Linked DNA regions of Oryctolagus cuniculus: region 1 is linked to region 2. Evidence: chromatin contacts called from public Hi-C data. All regions are on one chromosome and are shown on one strand. The core of a region is the stretch at or near the end of the contact, and the rest is flanking DNA. Distances in the headings are between cores, read along the strand shown.

Region 1 (5,558 bases), core at 827-3,326, 50 kb before region 2:
GATGGGGAAGGAGGCAAAGGCTATTCAAGGCTGCTCAGGGGAGGTGATACTTGAGTTAAGACCTGACTGTGAGTAGGAGCTAGCTCAGCCCAAATGGGAGAGGAAGCCTGTTCCAGGCAAAGGGAGTCTGTGAGAAGGTGCTGGCTAGGAAGGAGCAGGGTGTTAGGACTGACCTGACGGCAGTAATCACTTCCCCATGTAGACCATTGGCCAGTAGGGTTGTTGAAGGAAGAAGAGAAGGAAGCACCCAGTTTGAAGAGAGAGAGAGGGGCCCAGCTGGACGTTGCTGGATTGTGGTCTTGATTTCAAGGACAATCGGAAACCTTCCAAGGGCTTAAACCCATGGGTGGTAGGCCCAGTTCTTTGTGGAGAGGATTGGAAGGTGGTCAACCAGCTGGGACATGATGAGTAGTGGCTTGGAGGAGAGTGGTGGTGGAGGTGGAGGTGGAGGTGGATATCACAGATATTTAGGAGGCATAATACCAAATGTGGCCAGGATGTGCTTAGAGTATTTGTTGGGTTAATGAATGAATAAACCTACAGTTTCAGGAGACATGGAGCTTGACCTAGTTAAAAATGTACGGTTGAAAAGTTTTGGACCGACACTGTTGGAGGAATAATTTTTCTTGGATTCTTTAGCTTTAGTTCTATTTTTCTTTCTTTCCTTCTTTCTTTTTTTTTTTTTTGACAGGCAAAGTTAGACAGAGAGAAAGGTCTTCCTTCCATTGGTTCCCCCCCTCAAATGGCCACTATGGCTGGTGCGCTGCGCCAATTCGAAGCCAGGAGCCAGGTGCTTCCTCCTGGTCTCCCAGCGGGTACAGTGCCCAAGCACCTGGGCCATCCTCCACTGCCTTCCTGGGCCACAGCAGAGAGCTGGACTGGAAGAGGAGCAACCGGGACAGAATCCGGCGCCCCAACAGGGACTAGAACCCGGTGTGCTGGCGCCGCAGGCGGAGGATTAGCCTAGTGAGCCGCAGCGCCAGCCTTAAGTTCCATTTGACTGAAATGTGAGACTGTTATTTGTTGATTTTTTTCCCGACAAACCAATAATTAATCCTGCAAAGATTTATGATTCAGAAATAAGTTATCAGGGTGATAGAAGGTATTTAGATCTATGTGTATATTGTGTTTTATGACACTTATTACACATTTCCAGAACATAGTTTTATAGCATTAAGTTTTTGGAGTGCCAGTTGGAATTTGGAAAATGTAACTAAAAAATCTCCCTCTGCATAAATCAACAAGTAATTGTGTAACCTGCTGCTTTGGCTTTGTGTCTTGGGAAATAGGGTATTACACGGGTTGTCCTTGAACTCTTCAGAAAGCGACTCTGTCATGCAACTGTTCACTGTGACAGATAATCATGATCATGATCATGATGACTGCATCCATTTGGTTCTCCTCCCTGCTGAGACCTACCTTCCCCTCCAGCGAGTTCTCATCCTCCCACTGGCCGGCATTCAGTGCTCTGCGCTCACAACACCTTCCAGAGTCAGGGTGGGGCGGGGCAGGGGAGGCTGCCCCTGGAGTCTCTAGGGGGCACCTGAGCCCAGTCCTCCAGCTTCACATACTCCCCGTGGGAGTTTCCCTACCTCCAGTCCTGGCATAATGAGGAGGGGAAACTTTGACTTCATTGTTCTCCTTTATCTAGAACACCACTGATGAAGTTTGGATCTAATTCTAAGTTTTTGTTCCAAGATGGATTATCTCTGCATGGGAGGCTGATTGTGTATGTTTGTTTTTTTTTTAAAACAATAATAAAAGTTGAGTGACTTACTGGATAAGATAGGAAAGCTTAATATTAAAATTACTTGGCATATAGGATTGTTTAAAATGAGTGTCCAGTGAAAATATAAAGCACTACAGAAGTGCTTTGATATAATTTAAAATATAACTAAATATATGTTATAACTTTAAAAATGTGCCTCGAAGTTATCTAACAGTGTGAGTTGCTTTCTTTAAAAATAATAAAAATCAATGAGGAAATGTCATATCTTCCCCCAAAACGTGCACCCTCCCCTTACGCTGTTGTCAGATAATCAGTACATACCGTGTGTGGGACAGTGACACTTAATGCTCATCAAAAATGATGACTGACTCTATTTATACCAACTCAATACAGAAAAAGAGTACCAAACTTCATCATGTTTTGCATTTTCTTCATAAAAGCTGAGGTTGTGTTCAATAGATGATGTACAAACTTACAAATAGTTGGTGCTAAATGAATTTGCTGAATGAACAATACACAAGTAAATGTGTATATTTAAACCTAATGACTGGACATTGTTTAGAAAGATAAAAATTATACTTTGCCTAGTTTAAAAGGTTGTGTTTGTAGTTCTGTTTGGTTTAAATGTGAAATTGTAGCCATAGGCAATTTTTGAAAAAATTCCATGGTACTTGCACGTACATGAAATATTTCAAGATGGATACACTTTTCTCAGAGACTTTGTGTGTATGTGACTTTAGGAGGACAATAACTAAGTGCAAGGCGGTAATTAAAATGAACACATTCTAGCCGTTCAAGGTCATTGTGTCTTGTATGTATTGTCCTTCATGAATCCAAAATGCTAGGCTAATGTCATTGTAAGTGATATTATTGTAATTTTGTAAAAGGTGAGTCATCTGAGATTGAGTAACTTGTTTTGAGTAAAATAATGACTCACTGAGCAAAGCCTGAGGTATCATCCAGTTTCTAACTTTAAATCCCATTGATCTCTTAGACTTTTAAAATTCATTTGGTTTACATAAGCTCTACTTCTTAAATTGTATTATTTTCCTCATGAGTTTGAAGAAAAGTTACATTTCACTAAGAATCTGTGTATAGCAAAACATTAACAATGACATCTTTTAACAACTAAAATTCATAATCAGTTACACTTTTCTGAAAGATTTGATGCATTCTGTAAAGCTTAGATACTTATTCTGAATTTTGTAGTCTGTTGCATGTGTGAAAAGTATTGTGTTTATCCATAATTTTGCTATTAGTTACTCTCTGCTAGTTAAAAAACAAACAAACAATTAGGGCAGGTATTTGGTGTAATGGTTAAGATGCTGCTGGTATCCCATATTGGAGTGCTTGGGTTTCAGTCTTGGCTCCATTTCTGATTCCAGATTCTGCTAGTGCACACGCTGGGAGACATTAGCTCATCCCTGCCACTCATATAGGAGGCCCAGATAGAGTTCTTGGCTCCTGGCTTTGGCATGACCCAACCCTGGCTGTTGTGGGCATTTGGGGGCAGGAACTAGTGGATGTTAGTTCTCTCTATTTCTCTTTCTGACGTTGTTTTTCTTTCTTTTTTAAGATTTATTTTATTTATTTGAAAGACAGAGTTACAGAGAGAGGTAGAAACAGAGAGGTCTTCCATCTGCTGATTCACTCCCCAGATGGCCGCAACAGTTGGAGCTGTGCCAATCGGAAGCCAGGAGCCAGGAGCTTCTTCCAGGTCTCCTACACGGGTGCAGGGCCCATGTTTTCTACTGCTATCCCAGGCCATAGCAGAGAGCTGGTTCAGAAGAGGAGCAGCTGGGTCTAGAACTGGTGCCCATATGGGATGCTGGTGCTTCAGGCCAGGGCTTTAACCTGCTGTGCCACAGCGCTGGCCCCCTCTCTTTCTGACTTTGAAAAGTAAAAACTAAAATTGTGGATGATAGTCCTCAAGCGTGCTAAGGTTTTCCTTGGTCTATTTGATGTTCTGTATGTGTGCTTGTTGAATAGCCCCCTTCAATCTGAGCAGCCACATTAATATTAGTGTTTTATAGTCCGAAAGTGCTTGTGGCTTACAAGACTCCATCATACAAATTGGATTATTCAGTGCTCACAACAACCTGTGATATAGGGAGGACAACCCTCTCCCCACGTGTCATCTGAGGAAGCTCAATCCCTTAGCAGTCGGCTCAGGAGAAAACGCAGATGACATGTCTCTTTTCAAAATTGGGCTTGTGTGGGAGTATGCTTGAAGGCAAGGAAAGGAATAAATGTTTGGAGGAAATATGCAGATTAGCTCATTTCTTCAGTTGTAGAGACACTGGTTGCTTTCTATAATAATAACAGCTGACATTTAATGAGTGCTTCCTCTGTGCCATGTGTCAACTGAATTATTGAATCATAACCATAGTGCGACGTCAGTATTATTTTGCCCTAATTTTATGGACCAGAGAACTGAAAAACAGAGGCTTAAATGAAATCACCAGCAAGTAGCGGAGCTGAAACCCAAGATCAGTCAGCGTGCCTCTGATCTGTGTGCTGCTTATTTTCCCTTGATTGAAAGGTGAAAGACAGAGGAGAAATCTTCCATCCCTTGGTTCACTCTTCAAATGCCTGCAGTAGGCTGGGTCAAGGCTCTGTCATGCCTCTTCCCAGTTGACTAGTTAATCCCTATTTCTCCACCTCTTTCATCCTAGGCGACCACTTATCTGTTTTCTGTCACTATGTTTACATGAGATTTGTTTACAATTTCATATGAATGGAGTCATACCATGTTTTTTTGGTGGCTTGTTTCTTTAGCTCAGCATAATAGTTTTGAAATTTATCCACAGTGCCTCAGTCATTAATTCTGTATTTACTGTTGGCAGGTTGTATTCTATAGCATGGTTTTGGCAGTTTGTTCGCCAATGATTCAACAGTGATTCAGTTATAAAATTATTTTTAAATGATTTTATTTATTTATTTGAGAGGTAAAGTTACAGACAGAGAGGTCCTCCATCTGCTGGTTCATTCCTCAAATGGCCTCAATGGCTGGAGCTGGGCAGATCAGAAGCCAGGAGCCAGGGGCTTCTTCCAGGTCTCCCAGGTGGGTGTAGAGGCCCAAGTACTGGGCCATATTCTGCTGCTTTCCCAGGCCATAAGCAGAGAGCTGGATTGGAAGAGAAGCAGCTGTGGCTCAAACTGGTACCCATATGTGTACTCAGAGACTTAGCCTAATATGCCATAGTGCCAGCCCCTAAAATTACTATTTTTTATAAATAGGTTTTTGAATATTATAGCTATAATTTTTATAAAAAGCTGTATTGGTGAAGAGAATGCATTTAGTTAGTATACTTTTCAGTTTGATTTTGAGCTTATGATACTAATAGTAAGCAATGACATGCGAATCCTAGATTCAATTCCAAGATTTAAGATACAACCATATAGAAAGCCATTTTCATATATATTAATAGATTTTTAATTTTTTATTTGATATTTGTGTTTTTTTAGAGACTGTAATTTAGATTTACTGATACTCAAAACTCTAAATAACTATTTTATACCTTATAGAACTTTCTGGAAAGAAATGATTAAATAATACAATTTTAAGTAATTAAACTGCTACTTTAAAAAATGTTTTTCCCTCTTATTTTCTTCTATAAAAAAAGACTTGCTGGTGTTGAGTACATCTCATGTAGCTTGAACAAGCTGCGTTGGTTTTTTTAACTTTCATGTCTTAAAGTCCCAGCAGGTGGCGTTCTTATCAAAGTACTGCTTTGATATTCTGTAGTGGTTTTTCCAGGTGGCTCCTTTCCTGCTGTGATCTATTTGCAAACCCACTGATCTTGGATAATTAAGATTTATTTTTCCT
Region 2 (5,453 bases), core at 170-2,669:
CTGAAGCCTGGAGCTGGGAGCTCAGTCCAGGTCTCCCACAGAAGTGGCAGGAACCCAAGCGCTGGAGCCCAGTCACCCCTCCCCTGCTGCCCCACAGCGTCTGCATTAGCAGGAAGTCAGAGTCTGTGAGAGCTGGGCATTGGGCCAGGGGACTCTGACATGGGACATGTTTGCCCCAGAATTTTCTCTGTGTAAAGGTCAGGTGATAACTAGTCAGGGTTTGTGGGTGTGAGAGACACTATTGCGACTCCTCAAGGCTGCTGTTGACAGAAGCAGCTGTGGACAGGGGGCGAGCCAGCCGTGTGATTGGCCAACCCCTGGCCTGTGGGCACCTGTTGCTATTCAGGGCACTTGCTGTCTGTTAGTGTATGTTCTCTGTAAACTCAAACTCTCTTCTGGCTAAGAAGAAACAAGCTGGGAGCCCCTCTGGTCCAGCGCCTGTCCTGGTGCCTGGTCCTCCGTGCCGCAGGCTGCCGAGGCGGCGCCCCAGGAGCAGAGGAGCAGCGGGGGCGATGGAAGCCCTGGAAGTTTTAGAGCTGATAGCACAGCAACTCAGAAACCAGTGCCGCCGGAACGGTGAACTTGAAACCTCTCACTCACCACAGGATTTAATCCATATTTTAAAAGAAAAATGCCACAGTTTAAAATAACAGGCACTGACTGGTCTGAAATATCCCAGAAAAATCTGGTTTAAGATTTTTTTAGGCATTGATCCAAGAACATTTTTTCTTTCTGCCTTTTGGTCTGTTGAAAGAGACACAAGATACCCGGATGCCTTTGAAGGTGTCAGTGCCAGTATGGAAAGAAGTGCTTGACAAGCTGTCCTGCAAAGGGAGCCACCTCGTAGACCTGTCACTGCCTGACCTTCTCAAGTCCACCTTTGTGTTGTGTCTTTCTGTGCGTGGATTCTGTTTGCTCTGAGTGTGAGTGGGGGCGGGGCACAGAGACAACACCCTCGCGCCTGCAGTCTCAATCCTCCTCCCCCTCACCTGGAGCTCCCCCAAGGCCTCTGTGTCATTGACAGCAGCAGGTTCCCGCCTTAAAGAAGCATTTAGCTGGGGCTCCCTGCAGAGGAGAGGAAATAGGTCACCAAGGGAAGGGAGGTGAGTTCCCTTCATAAGGAGATGATTTGGTCATTTACCAGAGGTGACAGCGGCACCAAAATGATGCCAGTGGGCAGGAAGGGAGTATCAAAGACGCCCCCATTGTCTCCCTTTCCACAGGGCCCAGATGAACACGAGAGCCCCTTCTGGATACCGTGTGGCTCCTTCACGAGAGCAGAGAACTTAAAACAGTTTTCTTTCCAAAGGACTGTTGGAGCTGGGTCTGCACCCCCTCCCCCCCCGCTTCTGTTGGAGCAGAGTGGGAGGGGTTGGGTTCCAGCTCGTCACCAGGAAGATGCGGAAGGGGACCAAAGTCTTGACCACCCAGCCATAGGCTCCACCCACTATGCTTCTCCTGCTTAGCTGTTTGTGGGACTATCTACCCAGCCTCCTGGTCTCTGGACCCTGGGGTGGGTCTCTGGCTTGCCCACAGGTGCAGGCTCCTAGCTCCCCTTGGCCAGTTGTCTGGAGAGGCAGTGGGACCTCTCTGGGGGATATGGTTTTAACCCTTTGCTTGTCATAAAAATAGTCAGCAGGTCAAGGCTTGTCATAGGGGGCTGGCTTCCTCCTCCGTGTGATGGGCTAAGGGACTGACTGTGGATGTCTCCTGTTCTCAAGCAGCCCCAGTGTGGTCCGAGACAAAGCCCAGTCTGGGTCACTGCGGCCTCAGGTGGCTCAGAGGTGGGGTAGGAGGGGTGGGAGGGAGAAGACGTGAGTGCTGCCAACTTGTCTCTTGGACCATGTTGACTTTTAGTGCAACCACACCTGAGGTGGGGGCAGATGGCACCGTGTCCACCACTTTCGAAACCTTCTAGACACTTAGAGTTGCAGACCAAAGAACAGGAGATTGTGTGAGATAATGTAAGAAGCCGTATTCCTACAATGGGATCCCTTTGGGGGGGCGTGGCACAGCAGTTCAGACGTTGCTTGGGACACCTGCATCCCCTACTGGGGTACCTGGATATGAGTCCTGACTCGCTTATGATCTCAGCTTCCTGGCAGGCAGCATGCTTGCTCCAGTATTTGGGTCGCTGCCGCCCTTGTGGGAGACCTGTGCTGTGTTCATAGCTTCACTTTAGCCTGGTCCAGCCCTGGCTGCTGTCAGCATTTGTGAAAAGAAGCAGCAGATGGGAGATCTCTATTTCTGTCTCTGTCTCTCTTGCCATCAGCTGAGCCTCCTGCATGGGCTGAGTGACTGGAGATGCTGTCTCCTGCCCTAGGGCTGCCAGCCCCTGACACCTCCTCCAGCTCAGCCCTGGAGCCAAGGGTAGCTTAGGCACCTTTGGGTGACTGTTATCCTTGTGTGTTCTTTGTAAGTTAGCCCTTCCCTTGTTTGAAAAAAAATGAACGAACTACATCTTACATGGCTTCCCCAAACCCTTGTACTAATGTCCTTTTTTGGTCAGCCAGCTGATTGTTGTTTTCCGAGGACACTAATGACAACCCGGGCGTGATGCTTGCGAAGCCCCACATTAAGGCGGCTTGCGTCTAAACCTGCCATTCAGGTAATGACTGCCGCCCTCTGGGCAAGCAAGCTGGGGCCTTGTTGGGGGAAGGCCCGGTGGTAACGCCTGGCCACCTGGGCAGGGTGTGAGGCCAGTCACAGGCGCTGACCTGGTGGAGCTGGGCGTAGGGTCACGGATGACTTTATGATGCTTTTGTTGAGTGTGGAAGAAAACTTCAGAAGAGGGTGGCAAGAGCTTGATGGAAGGAACGCGTTTTCTTTCGGCTTCTCAGCTCGGGTTCACTTCCTTATCACAGTGCAAGCTAAGGCAGTAATTATTAGGGTTACTGACTGTGATTAGGGGTGACAGGAATCACAGTTGGGCAGAGGGACTGATTTGTATATTTTAATTTCCTCCTCTGAAGTTCTGACTTCAAGAACTCCTTTATTTTGTCTTCCTGTTAGTGAACAACTCCATAAGAGGCATGAGGTGGGTGTTAAATAACTAATCTTCACAGTTCTTCTTTCTAACTTCATTCATTGCGATATGAATTTCTTGGAAACAAAGGATAAGGACGTCAGTAACAGCTGTGAAAGCAACCAGTGCAGCTGAGTTTAGTGTGGATTAGGATGCAGCTTCAGTTAAATTTATTGTTTCTTCTTAAAACTTCAGCCGTTGTTTGGTTCACTGCACTAAAAAAAATGGTTCTTAAAGAGAGTTTAAGAAGATCTTTACAAATGAATACTCATATGTAGAGAGAGGTGTACTTTGTAGTGCTGTATTAGGTAACACAAGTGGTTGATCTTGGACAAGTCTTTTTCATTCTCTCCAAAGGGTCAGATTTGTTGTGAGCTTCTCATTGCGTGAGAATGGGATAATTTGAGACAAGATGATTGATCTCTTTAATTTCCAGACTCTGTCTTCTCTTCTTGGTGAGAGTCTAAAAAACACCTCCCTTCCAGGCCTAACTTAATCAAACTCTTGTAGGATTAATTTGCTTTGAGCAAGACTTTGCTGATGGGATTCTGCTGATGTCGCCTTCCCTGCTGTGTTGCTCATCCAGCTCAGTCTGTGGTGAGTCTATTGAGACTGACTCACAAAAATGACATTCAGTGCTGGGCCAGGCCAAGTGATTGGTGAATTCAAATCGTCTATAATCTTGCTACTTGAAGTGTGGTCCAGGGACCAGCGGTCTCCGTATCATCTGGGATCCTACTAGAAATACAGACTCTTAGACCCCAATCCAGAGCTTCTAGATCATAATCTGCATTTTTTTTTTTTTTTGACAGGCAGAGTGGACAGTGAGAGAGAGAGACAGAGAGAAAGGTCTTCCTTTTGCCGTTGGTTCACCCTCCAATGGCCGCCGCGGCCGGCGCGCTGCGGCCGGCGCACCGCGCTGATCCGATGGCAGGAGCCAGGAGCCAGGTGCTTTTCCTGGTCTCCCATGGGGTGCAGGGCCCAAGCACCTGGGCCATCCTCCACTGCACTCCCTGGCCACAGCAGAGGGCTGGCCTGGAAGAGGGGCAACCGGGACAGAATCCGGCGCCCCGACCGGGACTAGAACCCGGTGTGCCGGCGCCGCTAGGCGGAGGATTAGCCTAGTGAGCCGCGGCGCCGGCCCATAATCTGCATTTTAATAAGATCCTGGGTTATAAGTGTACACACCATTATTTGAGAAAAACTGATAAGGAGGACACAGGACTAGGTCGTGACCCAAAAACTCCTGAATCCTTACACGTTGGAGATGACGAATGGCAGTCTTCACAATATGTGTTGGTGACGAGCCTCTGGACAGAATCTTTCCAGTTAGTGGCCGTAGAAGATACCTGGTGTAACCATTGCCCATCGCCCATCCATCGTCACTACTATTCTTCATTCTTGTCCTTGCATGTTCCCCGAATATGGGGAGGGGCAATTTTGGCAGAAATGAGAAGTGAGTGCAAGGTCTAGCTGGACAAACGTATGAGGTCTTCTGGGCCTGGAACTTGCTGAACCCCCAGAGGAGCAATCAGAACTGAGTGCTTCGAGCTTTGGGTAATGGGTAGGTGGCTCCTGGTCGTAAAAGCCTGTCCCTCCATGGACCCGAGCGTCTGGTGCTGACTCGTGTGTTTTACCTTCATGCCATGTCAATGATGTCACACCACTAAGCCTCTGACAAGTATGGGCTCTGTTTTCAAAATAGAAAATTCAGATTTCTCATCCCAAGACTGCCAGCGAGTGTTCACCAGAGTGTGTAGCCTGGGTTTAGGTTCTATGCAGTCGCTTAGGAGCCATTTTTGGTTTGTGCAACACAGATTCTGGTCCCTTGTTTTATAGCTAAGTGACCGCAGCAAGTCAATGCGTTCCCAGGTGAGGACCCGGTGTCCTCAACTGCAAAATGAAGACAATGGCAGGCGTTAAGTGAGGTCCTGGGTGGAAAGCTCAGTCCAGGATAGCTTTCGTTCTAAAAACTTCTGTCTGTGTGGACGTGTGTCACATGTCCAAGTGTGGTGCATGCATCCCTTGACATGGCATAAGCTGACTTTTTGAAAAATTGGATGACTCATAATTTTAGGAGTCAGTTTCAAAGAGAAGTTCAGATGATTGGGTGGTTGGGAGAGTTCATGCACTGGGTACACACACACACACCTCAAGTAAAGTTCCTGACTGTGGTTAGGTGATTAGGTCGTCAAGCATGTCAGAGGCACTGTCTTTTCAGTTTTGCGTCATCTCACTGTGAATCTATTTCCCAAAACTCTGATCTTCTTAGAAAGATGGTGACATGCAGATGTTGTGATACAGTGAACAAGATAGGGCATGAGTCACACATGTGGGGGTGAACTCAATTATGTAGTGGAGTCAGAGGCCAGCATCGTTATGACACAACAGTCACCAACAAAATACTTTGGGGGATGCAGAAACAGCA

The links. Hi-C and Micro-C count contacts between places; a contact is called where the count stands out from the background.
Region 1: a contact with region 2 is called in a Hi-C map of liver, with 5 times the contacts expected there. The contact joins two enhancer-like sites. A contact is called at or near these places in 4 of 6 Hi-C or Micro-C datasets (ear pinna, embryonic fibroblasts, liver and 1 more).

What each region holds. Positions count from the first base shown.
Region 1 is chr17:21,720,174-21,725,731 of mOryCun1.1, reverse strand. All of the region lies in intron 2 of LOC127484399 (a long non-coding RNA gene), which reads left to right. Among named protein-coding and RNA genes, the nearest start is that of KRT12, 12 kb to the right of the region's middle. Within about 2 kb of position 2,076, at least 1 of the 8 cell types and tissues checked has an H3K27ac peak or open chromatin away from gene starts, as enhancers often do. A contact at or near this core is called in ear pinna, where this site is marked.
Region 2 is chr17:21,669,702-21,675,154 of mOryCun1.1, reverse strand. All of the region lies in intron 4 of LOC127484399 (a long non-coding RNA gene), which reads left to right. Among named protein-coding and RNA genes, the nearest start is that of KRT23, 19 kb to the right of the region's middle. Within about 2 kb of position 1,419, at least 1 of the 8 cell types and tissues checked has an H3K27ac peak or open chromatin away from gene starts, as enhancers often do. A contact at or near this core is called in ear pinna, where this site is marked.